Linked DNA regions of Danio rerio: region 1 is linked to region 2. Evidence: chromatin contacts called from public Micro-C data. All regions are on one chromosome and are shown on one strand. Each heading gives the region's core, a stretch centred on a gene start, on an enhancer-like site or on the middle of the called end of the contact. The rest is flanking DNA. Distances are from core to core; before and after follow the strand shown. Region 1 overlaps fat2 (FAT atypical cadherin 2). Region 2 overlaps slc36a1 (solute carrier family 36 member 1).

Region 1 (3,652 bases), core at 828-3,327, 140 kb after region 2:
CCTGTTCATTCTTGTCAGTTCATGTAAAAATAGGTTCACAAACGATTCATTCATGAATTGGGAAGTTCTTTAGTCAGCAGCTCACTGATTCAAATGATCCAGTAAGAGCCAAATAACAATTTGCTGATCCAAATGGATCCAGTCAAAGCATGTCTCCAGTTAACTATTTAGTGATTCAAGTGATCCTGTCAGACTGAACCTCAAGTTAACGATTCAATAATGCAAATGATCTGGTCAGAGCGAGTCTCCAATTAATAATCAGTGACTCAAATTATTTTGTTAGACTGAATCCCCAGTTAACGATTCAATGATGCAAATGATCTGGTCAGAGCAAGTCTCCAGTTGACAATTGACAGATTCAAATGATTCAATGATACAAATGATTCACTAAGATTCAGATAACAACTTACTGATTCAAATTATCCTGTCAGGTTGAATATCCAGTTAAGGATTCAATGATGCAAATGATCTAGTCAGAGCAACTGTCCATTTAACAATTCACTGATTCAACCCTGTCAGATTAAATCTTTAGTTAACAATTCAATAATACAAATGATACAGTCAGATCCAGCTAACAGGTCACTGATTTAATTGATGCTGACAAATTGAATCTCCAAATAATGATCTGGTCAGAACAAGTCTCCAGTTAACAATTCAGTGATTCTAATTATTTTGTTAGACTGAATCCCCAGTTAACGATTCAATAATGCAAATGATCTGGTCAGAGCGACTCTCCACTTAACAATTCACTGATTTAAATCATTCTGTCAGATTGAATATTTAGTTAATAATTCAATAATATAAATGATACAGTCAGATCTAGTTCACAATTAACTAATTTAAATGATCATACTAGTTTGAATCTCCAGTTAACGATTCAATGATACAAATGATCTGGTCAGAGCGAATCTTCAGGTAACAATTGACAGATTCAAATGATTCAATGATACAAACAATACAGTCAGATCTAGTTAATGAATTACAGATTTAAATTATCCCAACGATTCAAGGATGTAAATGATCTGGTCAAAGCAACTATCCATTTAACATTTCACTGATTCAAATAATTCAATGATATAAATGATGCAGTGAGATCCAGTTAAATTTCTGATTTAAATGATCCTGTCAGATTGAATCTTAACAATTCAATAATGCAAATGTCAGAGCGAATCTCCAGGTAACAATTGTCAGATTTAAATGATTTATTGATACAAATGATACAGTCAGATCCAGCTAACAAGTTACTGATTTAAATAATCATGCTAGATTGAATCTCCAATTAAAGACTTAATGATACAAACAATAGAATCAGGCTGAATCTCCAGTTAACAACTCACTGATTCAACTGATCTGGTCAGAGCAAATCTCCAGTTGATTAACTACAGAAAAAATGTAAATAATATATTTATATTTTTTGCACATGCATCTTTCAACTAATGTATCATATATTACAAATAAAACTAATGTTTGCATGACATTCTTCTCGAAATATGTTGCCACAAGAGATTTCTTTATTATTGAATGTAAACATTTACACAGATTTAGTTTATACTCAATTTTACTGTATATACAAGGCAGTAAGGTATATTTTATTATATTTATTTGTTTGCACACTTCAATGATCATTCATAGTCAGCAGAAGTGTACAAGTGTTGGTATTTAAATTTCTTTCTTTTCAAAATAAATGCGCATGCATCATTTAGTACTTTAAATGTGCATAAAAATCAACAAACTGTGTGCTTCAACAACTGTAAGATGAAAATGACCACTTTTACTAGGGTAACATAACAAAGTCAACTGTACTTTTACACACCAAGTACATGTGAATCATCCCACTGACTGAGTCCTATACTTCTCTTACAAACATGCACGTCTGCTCACATTCTCAGAAGGCGCAGAACAACAAAAACATTGCAATTTTTGCTTAGCTCAAAATTCCAGTTTTCAACAAGTGCAAAATTGCTCCCCGTAATGTCTCTTTTTATTGATTTTAAAGATCAGAGGCTATGTTGTGTCACTTAATGGCTTTCCTAGAGATCCACCGGCGTATTATTACTAACAGCACCGTGTTTGTCCTTGGCACATGTTCTGTCAATATAGGTGTGTTTGTGCTCTTACTTGAACACAGAGCTTGTGTTCAATACGAGAGCGGACAGCCGCAGTAAGCACTTGAATGTGCATCAGTGTTCCCTGCATTTCACCATGAACTGTGCATTTGTAGATCATTTGATTGTAAAACAGAGAGCGGTGTGTGCTGAAGAAATGGCTGGGTATTCATAAAAATAACAATCCATTTGGACTGCAGTAAGCTTCAGTGTGAGATGTGCCTTGTTTTCATTTTTTGAATTTACTTTGAACGACAGAAATAACTTCAGAACAGAGATCACAGCAAACAGATCTTGTCGTTGTGATGCTGAACTGAGAGTAATAAGATGTAAAACTGTGACATCTACTGGAAGATCCAAAAACTGGAAAAATATTAGGGTTTGGATGATTCATGCGTTTCTGAAATGACAAAACAAGATGTCTAAAACGGTTATGTTATATTCATAATAGCTCATCTTGTAGTCGAATGTTGATGTCGCACATATGAATATTTTATTGACAATGATCTAGGATTACTTCCCTTCGGCTCATAATGACAAATCACCTGTCAAGAAGCTTTGCCTATTTTCATAATTGCCATGAGAATGCATGGCTCACTTGAATGATGAGCAACACCCATATACACAAAAACTGCATCTTATTGAACTTTACTTTGTTGCTTTTACTTTTACACAATTTGCACCTAGATGTACAGTTCTTACCTAAGACAAACAAGGAAACTACAGGGTTTATTGTAACTATCATAAAAGTTATCATTATATTAGTTATCATAACTATTATAATATAGTTATCGTAAACTTATCGTAACTATTATAATATAGAGTACACTCTCAGAAATAAGGGTACAGGAGCTGTCACTGAGGCAGTACTTTTTCAGAAGGTACATATTTGTACCTAAAGGGTCTCTAATGGTACCTCAAAGATAATTTTTAGGTACATTTGGGTATTAATGTGCACCTTTAGGTACCACTGTGGACTCTTTGGGTACAAATATCTATCTTTTGAAAAGGTACTGCCCCAGTGAAAGCTCCTGTACCTTTATTTCTGAGAGTGTACCTATGCATTGAATTGGGCTGTAAAATATAGCGTTACCTGTACTTTTACCCCTCACAGCCTTTTTGTCATTCACAGAATTAAACATGCCATCCACCACGACAAAGGTTTATATGGTGGGAGAAAATAATGAAGTTAATTAGCCTACAGTAACCTGCAAAATGAGTCACTTGTGAAAAATTAACCTTTCAATTTTAATGAACATGTGCAAACATGCAGTTCATCCATCAAGTTAAGGTACTGTATGCATATTTTCAGTCTATTTGAATATTTCTGAGGTCACTTTTTTACTTTTAGATAATCTGACAGTATTTACTAACTGGTAGACCACTGTTCATGAGCTTGTATTTTCTGACATTTCATTAAACTCTCCTTGATTTAAGCGTTCTTTTGAAATGTCAAGAGTTTATTTTGCTGTTAATTAAATCACGTTTTTTTTTTCACCAAAGTAGATTGTCTAATATGCTGTTTTTATTATTTTTGTAAAACATAG
Region 2 (3,947 bases), core at 652-3,151:
TGGCCCAAACTCGCTAATTTTGAGGCAGGAACCGACGGACGTGCAACTTTAATCTTTAAAGGTAAACACAAAAGAAAACTTTCCATCCGGAGCTTTCAGGACTCCACTCTTGTAAACAAGGGCTCTTTCGGGCTCACGTGGCTTTCGGTCCTGCCCAGACTTTTCAGCTCTACCAAGCCGACCAATCAAAGAGCTTGCGCTATGCGTCGTTGCAGTGAGTAGTTACATTTTTGATAGGTGCGCGTCTGCGACGCCAGCGGCCATGGCGTAGGGTTATGCGTCAACGCATAGGCTGAGCTGTAGAAGAATAAATCAGCCTTAATTTCTTTGATCTTTCTTACGATGTTTCAGCAGCTTAATTACAGTTTACCTGTGGTAAATTCAGTTTATTGGACATGATTTAAAAAAGGCATACACCTGTCTATATAAGGTCCCAGGGTTAACCGTGCATGTCAAAGCACAAACCAAGCCTGAAGACAAAGGAATTGTCTGTAGACCTCCGAGATAGGATTGTCTTGAGACACAAGGCTGGGGAGGCTTACAGAAAGATTTCTGCTGCTCTGTAAGTTCCAATAAGTATAGTGGCCTCCATCATCTCTAAGTGGAAGATGTTTGGAACTGCCAGGACTCTTCCTAGAGCTGGCCGGCCATCTAAGCTGAGTGATCGGGGGAGAAGGGCCTTAGTCAGGGAGGTGATCAATAACCCAATGACACTGTCTGAGCTCCATCGTTCTTTTGTGGAGAGAGGAAAAACTTACATAAGGACAGCCATCTGTGCAACAAATTAATCCTGTATGGTAGAGTGGCCAAACGGAAGCCACTCCTTGCCTAGAATATGCCAAAAGGCATCTGAAAGACCCTTAGACCATAAGAAACAAAATTCTCTGGTCTGATGAGACCAGAGAAAAAATTTTACTCTTTGGAGTGAATGCCAGGCGTTACATTTGGAGAAAACCAGTCATTACTCTGCACCAGGCTAATACCATCCCTACAGTGAAGCATGGTGGTGGCAGCATCATGCTCCGGGTATGTTTTTCAGCAGCAGGAACTGGAAGACTAGTCAGGATAGAGGGAAAGATGAATGCAGCAATGTACAGAGACATCCTGAATGAAAACCTGCTTCAGAGGGCTCTTGACCTCAGACTGGGGTAAAGGTTCATCTTCCAGCAGGACAATGACCCAAAGTACACCGCAAAAATATCAAGGAAGTGGCTTCACAACAACTCTGTAAATGTCCTTGGGTGGCTCTGCAAGAGCCCAGACCTGAATTATATTGAACATCTCTGGAGAAATCTGACAATGGCTGTACACTGACACTTCCCATCCAGCCTGATAGAGCTTGAGAGGTACTGCAAAGAGAAATGGGCAAAAATTCCCAAAAAATGTGTGTGCCAAGCTTTTGGCATCATATTCAAAAAGACTTGAGGCTGTAATTGCTGCCAAAGGTGCATCAACAAAGTACTGAGCAAAGGCTGTGAATACTTCTGTACATGTGATGTTTTTTTTTTATTTGTAATAAATTTGCAACAATTTCAAAAAATCTTTTTTTTTTTTTATTGTCATTATGGGGTATTGTTTTTAGAATTTTGAGGAACGAAATGAATTTAATCTATTTTGGAATAAGGCTGTAACTATATTATTAAACAAAATAGCATGTCTGACCTTTATTTTTGTCTCAGTTTGTCTCAAATTTGTTTCATTTAATTAATTTTATTATTATCTGCTCTTAGGTTGGGCAAACCATTTCTTTCCTATGGTGATGCAGTGGAGTATGGGATGGAGAACGTGTCGTGGCTAAGCAGACACTCTATATGGGGAAGGTAACAGTGCTTACAAGGCAGTTTTTAAGTTCAGTAGTGTGTTAAAGTTGACTCACCGGTTGTGTGCGTCTTAACATAATCTTTGTTTGTCACGACTTTCAGCACATGATCTTTGTGCTAGGTCAGGCTTTCAGATCCTGCACATGACAGCAGTTTCGGTTTCCATTTTACAGTATCGGGTGTAAAATGTTCAATAAGTGTTTGACTGCTTTCTCTAAGGTGCTTTTATAATAGACAATAATGTAAGCTAAAAGTCTGGGTTTGTTTAGAATGTTTTTAAAGATGCTTCAAAATAGTTCACCCAAAAATATAATTTCTGTCATTATTTACTCACCCTGAGGTTGTTTTTTTCTGTTGAACACAAAAGATGATATTTTGAAGGATACTGGAAACCATAACCACTTGCACTTGGTAGAAAATACTATGAAAGTCAATGGTTAAAGATTTCCATTCTTAGAAGTATCTTTTGTGTTAAAAAAGTAAGTAAATAATGACATAGTTTTTATATTTGGGTGAACTATCCTTTTAAGATAACATTTTTTATTTTTAAGTCATGTAATTTAGTGCTGTTATTATTTATAATTACTTATAATTACTTATATATATTTTCAGGATAGTTTCAGTAGAAACTGTATAAAAATAATAGATGAAAATATTTAGTAAAAATTGTAAATGGCTTTGCTGTCACTTTTCAACAATAAAAATAATTAACAATGTGAATTTAGTTATGTGTGTACAACCCCCCCCCCCCCCCCTTAGACAGTTTGTCTAACTGACTTTCAGGATTCACGTTATATAAGAACAGAAAATAGTTGATGTATGTACCTGAACATAAAAAATAGTTTCTCTTTTTTGTGTTTGGTTTTTCAGACATGTGGTGAACTTGTTCCTCAACATTACTCAATTGGGCTTCTGCTGTGTGTACTTTGTGTTCCTCAGTGACAATGTCAAGCAGGTGAGAGACATCTAAAGTTCATATGCACTCCAAATTCACAATGTGTTTTTTGCTAGCACACATTATTCTTTAGGTTAACAGTTAATCTGCGGAAGTTAATCTTCTGAAAGAAAAAAAGTTTATTTTGGTAATCGTAAATTAAAGTCTGACCGTTTACCTTCTCATTTGGAGTAACAGTCCTTCTCTATTGCACCTATATCACGAGAGAACATTGTGCAAAAATTAAGCCTTGCACCCTACTCAATAGCCCATTTCAGTTGAAACCACTTCAACATACTGTAATAAAAGTCTCATGCCAACTTATACAGAAGAAGAGTACTTTGTTCACATCCTAATTTATAAAATGAAAACCAAGTAAAAACAAGTCATGTAGACGCTAAGGTTGCTGATTAAATTTACAGTGAATATATATTTTTGTACTATTAAAGCATCAAATATTCTGTCAATGGACAAAAGCTCCAAATAATAAAAAATAAATGTAATAATGTGTGTAAATTTCTTTTGTCACCACAAGAGGGCGGCATTGACTTTCAGTTCACTTAAACAGTCACCCAAGGTTGCTTTCCTGAACAAGACGATGTTTAACTTTAGTCGATAGTTTTAGAATTCACTCGAAATACAATATAGAATCAATCAGATCATTATTACTACTATAAAAGTAACTCTCCATTGTTTTGCATGTTGTAGGTGGTTGAAACTGCCAATGCAACTACCGGGAACTGTCACAACAATGAAACCGCTGTGCCGGTGCCCAGCTATGACTCTCGACTCTACATGGTCTTCTTCTTGCCCTTCATCATCTTGTTGGTTTTCATCCGCAACCTCAAGTATTTGGCTCCTCTGTCGTTTGCAGCAAACATTTGCATGTGTGCCAGCCTGGTCCTCATATACTACTACTGTCTGACGGTAAGACACGGGAAACACACACTCAGAGTACAGTACATGTAATTTGTTGAAGTGTAGTAGCCTAAGACTGCAATTTGGTATTCAGTACATACAATACAATGAGTAATTTATAGCAATTTTCTGGAAACAAATGTCGCACGATTGGACTGTATGATGTTGACAAAAACTAAACAAAAAATACATTTAAATATTTCGTCTTTCTGTGATTATGTATTGTCATAAAACTTTTTTTTTTTTTGCTAAATAATATTGAAAAAATCTGAAAT

The links. Hi-C and Micro-C count contacts between places; a contact is called where the count stands out from the background.
Region 1: a Micro-C map of caudal fin shows a contact between it and region 2, with 4 times the contacts expected there. The contact joins two enhancer-like sites. A contact is called at or near these places in 2 of 18 Hi-C or Micro-C datasets (caudal fin and an unstated tissue).

The regions. Positions count from the first base shown.
Region 1 is chr14:30,415,169-30,418,820 of GRCz12tu, forward strand. All of the region lies in intron 14 of fat2 (FAT atypical cadherin 2), which reads right to left. Among named protein-coding and RNA genes, the nearest start is that of fat2, 36 kb to the right of the region's middle. Within about 2 kb of position 2,078, at least 2 of the 62 cell types and tissues checked have an H3K27ac peak or open chromatin away from gene starts, as enhancers often do. A contact at or near this core is called in caudal fin, where this site is marked.
Region 2 is chr14:30,273,305-30,277,251 of GRCz12tu, forward strand. slc36a1 (solute carrier family 36 member 1) reads left to right here. Exons shown (of 13, transcript XM_073921867.1): 6 at 1,731-1,820; 7 at 2,691-2,775; 8 at 3,463-3,681. Among named protein-coding and RNA genes, the nearest start is that of slc36a1, 14 kb to the left of the region's middle. Within about 2 kb of position 1,902, at least 6 of the 62 cell types and tissues checked have an H3K27ac peak or open chromatin away from gene starts, as enhancers often do. A contact at or near this core is called in caudal fin, where this site is marked.